Linked DNA regions of Bos taurus: region 2 is linked to region 1. The links are chromatin contacts, called in public Hi-C maps. All regions are on one chromosome and are shown on one strand. The core of a region is the stretch at or near the end of the contact, and the rest is flanking DNA. Distances in the headings are between cores, read along the strand shown.

Region 1 (5,557 bases), core at 980-3,479:
CGGTGTGCAGGACACAACACCCTTCACGCCCAGCACCCCGCCCCCATACTGTGGTATGGTAACCACAGTCTTGCACTCTCCACCCAGCAAGGCCTGTGCGGGGGTCTGGGCTCCGCTGTGGACCAGACAGCACTTAGTGCCTGGAGGACCTGACCACATGCTCACCTTGAAACAGTGGGCGCTCAGGGCAGAGGCCGGAACCCTGTTTGCAGGAAGTCATGGAGGGCTTCCTGAAGGAAGGGAAAAATGGGGGTGGGGGGCGGAAATCCTGGGATGTTTATTGTCCCATCTCAGGAAAAAGCCCTGAACCCTAGCTTTGGGAGCCACATCTGAGCGGGGGAGATTGTAGTCTCAGGAACCCTACCTCCACCCAAGTTTCATCTGAGAGATGACCATCTCCTTGGACGCCAGACAAGTAGGAGAGCCTCAGCCTTCTCCACCCAACAGGGCTGCTAGAGGCCCCAGTCTGTCCTCCCAGCAGAAAGGCCTCAGGCTCACTGTTGAATGGCTCTTGGTGTGGGGAGACTCCCTGGGCTAAGAGACGGGGTTGATGGAAACTTTGCCTCTTGCCTGCGTCCAGCTACAGAGCTTGGCTGCAATCTTGGTGGTGTGGTTCCCTCCCTACCCACTCCCTTTCTTCATCCTCTGCCACTGGCTGACTGATGATCCACAAGCAACAGGGGGCCCTTCATCACCAAGATCCACTTCCTCCCCTGCCTGGAGCCTCCAGTCATCCCCCTGGTATCCCCCTGGGGTATCGCCAGGGCCTGGGTGGGCCGAGGCCTCTCCAAGACACCCTGGGTCCTCCCTTTGCATAGTCCCTGGCCCCAGCCTGTTCCATCCCAGCCCAGCAACATGGTCCCTGAGTGTCCAGTTTGCACAGCTGCTGGGGTCATCTCTGTGAAACGGAGGCCTGGATGATGAATTTCTAAAGGCAGCTGTGAAATGCATCCGACCTCAGTGCCCCTCACAGGAGATGATGCTGACGTCCGAGGCTAAGCCGCCTCTCTCTCCTGGGGCATGGCCTCCACATGGGGGCCGGCCCCCTCCACCTCGGAGCTGGAGACCATGTGCAGAGCGCTGTGTTTGTCCACATTCCTGACTCACATGCTCAAGGTCAACAAACACTGTTGTTTAAAACTGCTGAGGCCTGGGCTGGTTTGTTGTGAAGCCATAGCAACTGAAACAACGGGTGTGTCTCCAAGGATGACTTTGCTTGAGCTCAAAGCCTGTGGGGACACACTGGGTGAGGAAGGCATTACAGGCCGGGGGCAGCAGTTCACCCTTCAGCCTCTGCTGGCCCCCCTTATGTCACATCTCTTGGTCCAAACATCACAGGGGCTTTTCTCAGGTGGCTTTAGAGTCCCTGATGGCCGACAACAGCCAAACAGCCAACGTGCCAAATGGAACAAAAGGCAGGCAGAGCGCCCCTTTCAGGGCAGGTAACAGGGTACAGAGCGCTCCTTGCAATGCTATGGACTGCAGCCTGCCAGGCTCCTCTGTCCACGGAATTTCCCAGGCAGGAATACTGCAGTGGAGTGCCATTTCCCTTCTCCAGGAGATCTTCCTGACCCAGGGATTGAACCCACATCTCCCGTGTGTCCTCCATCGCAGGCAGATTCTTTTCCACTGAGCCACTGGGAAACCTTATATAATATATGAATATGTTGCATGTTAATATTATAATAAATATATATATGGGAATTTTGGATTTGGAGAAGATGTTAAAAGGTTTGTAGAAAGCAAAACTTTCCTGTTTTGGTCACTTTTCTAACCCTGGGCTCTCAGGATGATCAGGGCTGTTGCTGCCCGGCTCTTGGAGTTCATCCTGCCTGAGGCGGGTCAGGCCGCAGGACGGGGTGCTCAGGCCCGGATGTCTGGCCAGGGCAAGGACACTGGACCCTACGCCCCACATCACCACTGGGGAGAGGGGAGGCAGCACAGGGGCACAAGCGGGGACCAAGACTGGGTTCAATTTCTGTCCCTGTAAAGCAGAGCCTGGGACAACAGCCTCACTCTGATACATTCCCCAGAAATGCGCCTGTAGGACACAGCAGTGAGGCAGTGGGACCTGAGGCTGGGCAGGGGGCACAGGCCTCCTGGGACTTATTTGGGACCCTCTCCCGCTGATCCGAGCTCACCCAGGACATGCCCAAGTTGGTACCATCTGGATCCCAGATGCACCCGGACTTGGGAACCCCGCCACCAGGTGGTGCTAGAGCTCTGGGAAAAGATGTGCCGGGGATCTTCCCTAGGCCAGGGCCACCGGGGCCCCGGGCTCCATCCCAGACACCCATCCCGGGCCTGGGTGGGAGTTTAGCCTCGGTTGCCTTCATCCCATCTGCCCGGCAGCTGTGGTCAGGAGGGGAAGGGGGTGGGCCAGTCCCTCAACACCCCTCAACCCCCACCAACCCCCACCCCTCTGTGAGCATCCAACCGAGGTTCCCAGGCTCTGACAGGCTAGGTTTAGGGAGCTGGTGGTTAAGCTGTTGGCGGCTTGGAGTCTGTGCTGGTCAGAGTGTCCACATGGCAGACATCAGGGGACACTGCTCGGCAGCGGGGTTGTGGGTTGTTTCCATCTCGCCTTGCCGGTTCACAGCACACTCCTTCTTACTGCTCAGGTTACATTAGGAAGGATGGTCCCGGAACTGCCTGTCAAGATTGCAGGCCCAGTCTCGGGTCCACCCCAGCCCCCGGTGCAGGGGCAGGGCCTGGCCTCTGGGTTCTGACCAGCGATGAGACTTCCAGGGGCCACTGGGCCAGCCTTTCCATTGCGTGACCAGCGGCTCAGAGACGTGGAACCCTCGCCATCTACCCGCCTCCCCAAGGCCCCTCACAGGTCATCACCTTCCCGGCCGACACAGTGCCTCTGCACTGGCAGTGAACAAAGCCCCCTCTTACTGATCTTTTCTGAGGATGGCCACATGACCTAGAAACGTGTGCTTCTGGTTGGGAACGTGAAGGCTGATTATTCGGGGGGTGTGTGGGGGGTGGTGTTGTGAGACCTTCAGTGGATGAATCACTCCTTCGCAAAGGTCTCCAGGGAGATGGACATCTTGAAATCCATCTGCATGCAGATGATCATGACCTGCTCACTGCTGAGAGTGTGGCAACCCCGGGGCTCACAACCCCAGAACCCAGGCCTCTGAGACATGAACCTCCTCGTGGCAGGGCCCCAGGTCTGGGGTTTTCTAAGAAATGAACAAGCTCCCAGAGCACGTCAGCGCTACGGTGTGGGGACCACACTTGAGTCACATGGATCTTGGCTACGCTGTCACCCAGAGAGTCCTTGTGAAGCAAGCAGAGTTCTGACCGCCTTACGATAACAGATGATCACTCTTGGTGCATTTATTTCCTGCACCTGCTCCCTTTTCTCCAGGTGCCTCTCACCTCGGACCCCCAGCCCTTGCCTAAGCTGCACAAGATGCTTCAAAACTTAGCAGCTTGAGCAACAGTAAAAATTTGAACCTGGGCTCAGCTGGGCAGTCCTTCCCTCCAACTAACACACTTGGGCTGTGGGGCTTCGGCCAGACCAGCTGACCCAGCCGAGAGCTGATGGCACAGAGCTCTTTCCGTGTGACCTACCACAGGGCAGCTTGGGCTTCCTGACAGCAGGTGGCCTCAGGCCACTGGCCTTGGCACATGGCAGGTGACTTCCACAAAACAGTGTCCCAGGAACACAGACCCCAACACAATGGCACTTAGCAAGCTCATGGTTGTTAATACCTCACCCTGAACAACCACATGGGCAGCCTCCAGATCAACAGGGAGTAAGGCCACCATGGGGGCCACAGATAAAGCAGCCTGCCACAGTCCCTGAGTTTTTCACTTGTGTTCATTGTCTCCAGACCAGTTCCCTTGGACAGTGTCTCACCAAACAGCTCCTTTAGGGGAGTCTTGTTGTTTTTCATTGTTCAGTTGCCAAGTCATGTCCGACTCATTGCAACCCCATGGACTGCAGCACAATAAGCTTCCCTGTCCCTCGCCATTTCCTGGAATTTGCCCAAGTTCATGACCATTGAATCGGCAATGCCATCCAACTGGGGAGTCTTGGATCTTAGAAATTATTATCAGAGAACCAAATTCAGCTTGAACGCTTTAAACAGTTCATTAGAAGTTCAGAAACCCTCATTGTTATGCAAGATCTGCTTGCTTAAGTCATTACATTGAAAATGAATTAATTCTTTTTGTCATACTTTTAATGGAGGATGGATTTAATTCTGTGTATAATATGACAAATTTCTTTTAAAGACTGACAACTGTGGGCATTCATCACCGTTCTCATTTCAGAAACCATTCTGCCAACCCAATTTTATCATTTCACCGTGAAGGGATGGGTTAGAACTGCTACTGGCCAAGAGACCTTGGCCACAAGCCTGGAGTGTTCCCAATGCCAACAGAGTACTTGGCCAGTGAGACACATCGGTCATTACAGGAGACCAACATCTACACTCCAGTCAGGACACTCTGCACCCTCAGCTGATGTCCCAAGCTCCCCTGAGGCTTGTATCTGAGGGTGTTTATCAGAAAAAGGTATGGAGAGATCTCTTTGGCATTGTTCCATGGAACTTCCCCCCACCCCCTTTTTTTTTTTTGCATTAGTAAATGATAAGAAGTGGTAAAAATCAGCCAGCTGGACCAAAAGGATGTGCAGTGGAAATCACTTTCTTCCCACCTGCACATGTGAGTGCCCCAGCTCAATACGCCAGGCTTGCACCCTGGGTGCCCAGAAAACAATGGTGCCCAGCGTGCCCGTGTACTCAGGTTACAGGCGTGGCCGCACACACTACACGTGGGCGTTCCCCAGTGTGCCGTGTTACCGCAGCTCACAGGGCACCTTGGAGATGTGTCCTGGCCATGGTCCCCCCTCTCACAGCCCCTCTCTTGAAGGTCATCTGAAGGACCGCTCAGCTTCAGACGTGGCCACTGACCCTTTAGTTTCCTGGGTCTCTTGGCATCAGTCATCTAATCCACAGAGTGAAGCAAAGTATCCTTTTCCATTTGAATCTGACTGTTTTTTCTGCATCTGTGGTTTCTTACACTTTCTTATCTTGAATTGTCCTTTGAGGCTGAGTTTACCGAGCGTCTGCACGTGTACATATGTGTGCGTGGCAGACACAGAGTTTGTGAGTGCCACACACGTGTATCTTCAACTTAAGATTATTTTTCACTTCTCATTTTCTATTTTCAGATTCACCAGTTCCTGCTTTTATTGTTCTTAATTTCCTGTCTTGCTCGGTGTTTTTCCCCCTCTTTGCCTAAAATGAACGCTCACTCTGTTTATTTTTCTTCAGACTTGTCAACAATTCACCAGGAAAGCCATCTGGTTCTGGGGTTTGTGTGTGTGAAGCTTTTCTATTACCAGTTCAATCTCCAGTTATAAATTGACTGATTTTCTGTCTCTCCTCGAGTCAGTTGTGGCTGTCTGTGTCTTTCTAGGAATGTGTCCATTTCCTATAAATCACCTAATGTGTTGTCACACAGATATTCACAGTGTCCCCTTACAATCCTTTTTATTCTCCGGGGCACGTAACAACGTCCCTTTTCATCCCTGATC
Region 2 (6,009 bases), core at 2,230-4,729, 140 kb after region 1:
AGTCCCAGGTCACCTGCCGCTGGTCAGAAGCCTAGCAGCTTCTGCCTTGGTCTCTGGGACCTCTGGTAGCCAACAGCCCTGGGTCTAGTCACCACCTTGTGAGAAGCTCCTTGTGGGTGCTCCGGGCCACAGCTCCAGCTAAGCCCTGCCTGCAGGCCAGGCCGCAGACTTGGGAGTGAGCAAGGTAGATGACTAGAGTCCCACAAGCGGGGAGCAGAGGCAAGCCACTCCCGTCAGGCCCTGTCCAAAGTCCTGACCCACGGAATCCGAGAGACTAAGAAAATGGCACGGATAGGAACTGGAACAGAATTTCAGTTACGCACTGTTCTCACGTTACAAATGAGGAGACGCACCAAAGAACAGTCAGGGAAGGGCAGGAGGAGTAAATTGGGAGAGTGGGATTGACACAGACACACTACTATACATAAAATAGTGTAAACTAATAAGAACCTACTGTAGAGCACAGGGAACTTTATTCAGTACTCTGTAATGACCTATATGGGAATAGAATCTGAAAGAGTGGATATATGTATATATATACTTGACTCACTTTGCTGTGTAGCTAACACAATTGTAAATCAACTATACTCCAACTAAAAAAATGAATTTAAAAAAATTAAGCACTTGGCAAGACTTTAGATAGAAAAAAAAAATGGTCAGGGGAAAACAAGGATTCAAACCCAGAGTCGGACACGACTGAGCGACTGATCTGATCTGATCTGATGATTCCAAAGACACACCCAGCACCACTGAAGTGTACGGTACCACCCAAGGACTCTTTGTTTGTTTGAGAGAGACAGATTGGCATTCATCCCAACCCACCCATTTAGTGGTGCCCCACCTGCCCTGGTTGGACACAGATCAGTGGTTCTCAACCTTAAGTGTGTATCAGGATCACCTGGAGGATCCACCCCCAGGTTCCTGGCTCTGGCATCTAGGATGTTTCTACAAAGTTCACAGGTCTTGCTGATGCTGCTGATCCAGGGACCACACTTTGAAAACTGTACGTACAGACCTTCCTGAAGGGGCAAACTGAGTTTTAAGTGACGCTCCTTTGAAATAAGCCATCATCGCACGACCATCACACAGACAGAGCATGCCAAAACACACCCCCTCCCACCCCAGCCCACAACTTTTCTAGTGGCTCCCAGGATAGCCATGACTTGGTCTGGTCCTTTTTCATATGATCACCTCTGATTTACAGACACTGGTGACCATCAGAGATATTTCTGACAGATGAGTGGGTCACATACACATTTGATGAGAGAATGTGGCTGAAATGCTGTTTTTCTACAAGGCAGTTTTCTGAAGTTCAGTTTCTGGCTAAGGTAACCATAAAGGAGAAATAAATGAAGAAAAAGAGGCAGAGGAGTGTCTTGTTGCACACCCTAACCCTGACCTTGAACCTGACCGAGTAGGGCTCACAAGGCCCTGGCTGCCCGTCGCACTGGATCTGTCATTACACCACCACCACCACTCCCCACTTCTTATCTGAGAGTGAAAGGTGGCACGAGTTCACCTTGAATGTCCCTGGCAGCCTCAGGTCGCCCAAGTCCAAGGCAGCTTCTAAAGGAACTGCAACCTTCTACCCCTTCCCCCTGCACGCAGCTCTCTCAATCCAGGGTGCATTCCACCAACCCTGCAAACCTAAGGGTTTAGTTTTTCTCCCACTAATCCAAGGACACTTTCTGCTGACTCAATTCTAAAGAAGACACTTATCTACTGAGTCATTTTTATTAAATCAGCAAAGCAATATACAATATATAAAAAAAAAGTCTGGTCCAAAGTTCCCTTAAATATCTTTGCTTGAAAAATAACTGCAAGAAACTACCTGTAACTCTGGCTACTTCTAAATTTCACAAGTCAAAATCACTACCACTTATTGCTCACTAGTAAGTGCTGGGTCTGTTCCATACCCTGTGTGCCTGGTCATCACAACCAGCCCCTCAGGTGGGTATTGCGACCTCTAGTCTACACAGGCAGAGAAGGCAATGGCACCCCACTCCAGTACTCTTGCCTGGAAAATCCCATGGACGGAGGAGCCTGGTGGGCTGCATGCAGTCCATGGGGTCGCTAAGAGTTGGACACGACTGAGCGACTTCACTTTCACTTTTCACTTTCATGCATTGGAGAAGGAAATGGCAACCCACTCCAGTGTTCTTGCCTGGAGAATCCCAGGGATGGGGGAGCCTGGTGGGCTGCCATCTATGGGGTCGCACAGAGTCGGACACAACTGAAGCAACTTAGCAGCAGCAGCAGTAGCAGCAGTCTACACAGGAGGATGCTGAGACTCAGAGGAACAGAAAAACTGGACCAGTAAAGAAGTGGAACCTGGAGACTTAGACCCCGCTACCCAGTTCAGGCCTTGGTCAGGAAGACCTTTCCTTAAACAGCCCCTAGACTCCCATCTATCCCATTACCCCCTTCCTCCTTGAGCCCCTCTGACCGCGCCCCATCTGGCTGCTCACACCCTAGACCTAGCCTGCCTCCTCCTTCCCTCAGTTGCTGGGCCTTCTGCCCCTGGCGGACCGGGGGCATGGCTGGCAGTGTGAACCCCAGTCCCAAGTCTGGACAGAACCGTAGGGGATTCAATCTCCAGTAGGGGCCAGAGAGGACAGACTGGGGATGCAGCTGGCTTCTGAGACCTCGGAAGACCGGGCCCCTGGGTCTTCGGGGCGAAGGTGAAACTGAGAGAGGGGAGGTCCCACTACTGCTTCCTTCCCGCCCGCCCGCCCGCCCGCGGGCTGACTCCGGCTGCCGGCGCGGCTTCCTCCTCCCCGCCACCCGGCGCGGCTCCGTTTGTTTACACGGGCAGGGCTGCTCCCCAGGCGGGTCGCCGGCCGGCACCTGGCGGTGACAACGGCCAGAAGCTTTTCGGTTCTGTCGCCGGCCGGCCCCGCGGGCGGGAAGTCCTGCTCCTGGCGCGCCCCTTGCCTTCCACCCCACGAGCGGCACGCTCGGTGTTAGGGCCAGTGGGGGCCACCGTTAGACTCGGGGGGGCGCCGGGGAGCCCGAGCCACGACCGAGGAGTCGGGGCCGGGCCGGAGGGGTTGGGGCGGGGTGGCCGCGTCGCTTGCCGGGGAGCGACGCCGGAGCGCCGAGGAGGGGGCGTGTGGAGCCACCGCATGCTGGGCTCGGGGTCCCCCGGCCGCGCGAGCTGGGGCGCCCCGGTCCCCAGGCCCACTCACCAGACACGTTTAACTGGCCTCCCAGGAACCAGCTGATCCTGCCGCTGCGGAAGTCGCAGTCGCTCACCGTGTGGTAAGGGGTGTCCCACACGAGAGCGTCCCGCGCCAGTGGCCCCCAGAAGGCGGCGGGCTCGCGAGCTGCAAGCGCGATTCGCTCTTGGTAGGAGCTGGGTGGCGCTACGGAGGCGGAGGCGCTGCTCCAGAGCCGGGGGGCCGCCAGCGCCCGCACCCCAACCCCGCGGAGGCCGCCCAGTAGCCGCCCGACGCCGCGGCCCAAGCAGCGCGCCGCCATCGCGCCTCAGAGTCCCGCGCCTCAGAGCCCTGTGGCAACCGGGCGCCCGCGTGCCCACGCCCCGCCCCGGTCCCGCCCCGCCAAAGGCCCCGCCCCCATGCCACCGCCCCGGCCCTCGCCCAATCCCGCTCCCGCTCCCGGTCCTCGCGCGGTCGCGCCCCTCCCTGACTCCGCCAACGCCCCGCCCCTCCGGCCAACGCCCCGGGCCCGCCCTCAGGCCCTGCCCCCGCCCCGCCCCTCCCAATTCCTCCCCTCGGGCTCCAGAGCCGGGCGCCAAGGGAAGGGGAGCAGCTGGGGAAGGGGGGCCTCCCGGAGCCCGGGGTACGGGGTCCCGGGGCGGGCTGCCGGCGTTTCAACCGGTGCGTCTTCCAGCTCCGACGGCTTCGCGGCGCGGGGAACCGCAAAGACTGGGAACCCGGGGACGCAGGCTCTCCCGGGCGCGGGAGCGACCGCAGAGCCGGGGAACCACCAGTTAGGTCCATTCAGCATCTCAGAGGCCGAAGGCATTCTTTTCTTCGTGCGCCCTGGAGAAGGAACCCGCAGGTCTGCCTGCACCGGACCCCCGCCAAAATATACACACACAAGCAGCACCCCCGCTCCGTGGACTAAGTGGGATCCTCTGCCCAAGAGGCTGTGGGGGTACCCAGGGTGGTGGTCTAGGGTCCGCCGCATTCCTGTGGCAGCGAAGCAAACGCCCGGGGTTTTTGGCCCGCTGCTGCAGCTTCTGTGTCCTGGGTTCAAAACCTGGCGTTTCTAGCTCTCTGACCTCCGGTGAGTTCCTTAAACGTCTCTGTGCCTACACCAGCCCGGCTACTGAGCTCCCTGGGTGTCCCTCGCAGGCTGCAAGTTTCAGACACCAACTCATTTATTCTCGTGCAGCCCTGGGGGGAGGGAAACGCATGATATCTGTCTCTCCCAGCTGTACCCAGGGAGCCCTGGAATGGAGGCTGTGTCCCAGTTATCAAGCCAGGAAAGATAGAAGGGAAGCCACAGAAACTTGCCTCAGCCAGACTCGAATATCACAACACCCACAAACTAAACACATAATAAATAAGATAAACAGAAGGGAAAGGGGAATTCTGAAAGTTGGTTGGTTGAGTTCCATCCCATTAGCTGTAAGAGGAACTTCTGCTGTTAGCCCCAGTGTGTGTGTGTGTGTGTGTGTGTGTGTGCCCCCTCTCCTGTGCGCCTGCGTGCACTTGCCTGCTTGCACGTGGTACCTGCTTTTTAAGGCTGGGGGGGCTGGGATCCAATGAGAAGAGTTAGCACTTACACATGGGCACTGCTCTGTGCCAAGTGCTTGACCTGCATTTTTCTACTTAATTTAAAAATTATCTGGTGCTATCAAGTCCTGCCCACTCTCAGCTCCCAAGTGGAACATATGAGGATGCTGAGCCCTAAGAAATAAACACATGCTGGGCAGCAACCCCACTCCCACCTCAATTTCTGCTTCACCACTTGGCCTGAATCACTTTTTTTTTTTTTTAAGCCTCGCCACACAGCCAGCAGGATTTTAGTTCCCCAATCAGGGATTGAACCTGGGTCCTATGCAGTGAGAGCACAGATTCCTAACCACTGGACTGCCAGGAAATTCCCTGAATCACCATTTTTAATAGAATAAATAATAAAACTAAAATAGAGAAAGACCGTTAAGTGTTGCCGGGGGTCTCAAAGATGACTACAGATGCTGGAGCAGTGGGTGAAAACTCCCAGGCATTTGCTCTATAGGTGAGAGGCTCCCCCTCAAGAGGAGGGATCTGTTCCCCACAAGAGGATGAGCAGTGTTGCTCCAACTCAGCCCAGGCCCTGAGAGGCCACAGAGGCAGGCCCTAGAGACCCCTGCAGAGAATGTTACCAAACACAAGTCCACATAAGGCCAACCAACACCAAAACACCTGAGTCTGGAGCAGAGAAAGGATTATTGCAGGGCCCTGCAAGGAGGGAGGAGGCTCATGCCTTAAAAACCCTGAACTCCCCAAAACTTTTCAGCAAAGCCATTTTCTTGGAAAGGTAGACGGGGGGGTGGGGTAGCTGTTGCAGACTTCATGTTGTCAGAGCCTTTGTTCTTGAGGTCAGCTCATGGTCAAGTCATGATGTTCCTATAAACCTCCACCAAAACAAACGTTAGTATCTGTTCTGACCAGAAAGGGAAGGGGAGTCATTTAATTCTGTCTCCATGCCTCCTTGCAGCTGTTAACACATAACAAACCTCTTAAGCAAAACAACATGATTACCCCTCATTTTACGGGTTCGAGGTCCCAAGGCTCAGCTTTTGCCCTGCGAGGCCCAGGTCCTTGGTAAGAGGAGGGGTCCCTGTGCAGGCCAGTTACCCTGCCTAGGAGCAATTGTCCAGCATCCAGTTTGGGTCCTCTCATCGGTGCATGGTGTACTGAAGAGACAGATCTCAGCAGGCAGCCCCTCACAGCCTGGTCCCTAGATCCCACCCAGCCCCAGATGGCAACTCAGGCTCCTCAAGCCACCCATAGTGGGGCGGGGTTCCACAAATGGCGACCCATGGAGACAGCTGCT

Evidence for each region. Hi-C and Micro-C count contacts between places; a contact is called where the count stands out from the background.
Region 2: a Hi-C map of skeletal muscle shows a contact between it and region 1, with 12 times the contacts expected there. The contact joins the promoter of ACSS1 here to the enhancer-like site in region 1. A contact is called at or near these places in 3 of 11 Hi-C or Micro-C datasets (liver, skeletal muscle and an unstated tissue).

Annotation. Positions count from the first base shown.
Region 1 is chr13:42,528,197-42,533,753 of ARS-UCD2.0, forward strand. No RefSeq gene overlaps it. Among named protein-coding and RNA genes, the nearest start is that of CST7, 44 kb to the right of the region's middle. Within about 2 kb of position 2,230, at least 16 of the 102 cell types and tissues checked have an H3K27ac peak or open chromatin away from gene starts, as enhancers often do. A contact at or near this core is called in skeletal muscle, where this site is marked.
Region 2 is chr13:42,662,936-42,668,944 of ARS-UCD2.0, forward strand. It overlaps ACSS1 (acyl-CoA synthetase short chain family member 1), which reads right to left and starts at 3,480. Exons shown (of 14, transcript NM_174746.2): 1 at 3,189-3,480. The coding sequence starts at 3,480. It overlaps LOC112449375 (a long non-coding RNA gene), which reads left to right and starts at 3,170. Exons shown (of 3, transcript XR_003037951.2): 1 at 3,170-3,261; 2 at 3,853-4,023; 3 at 4,400-4,557.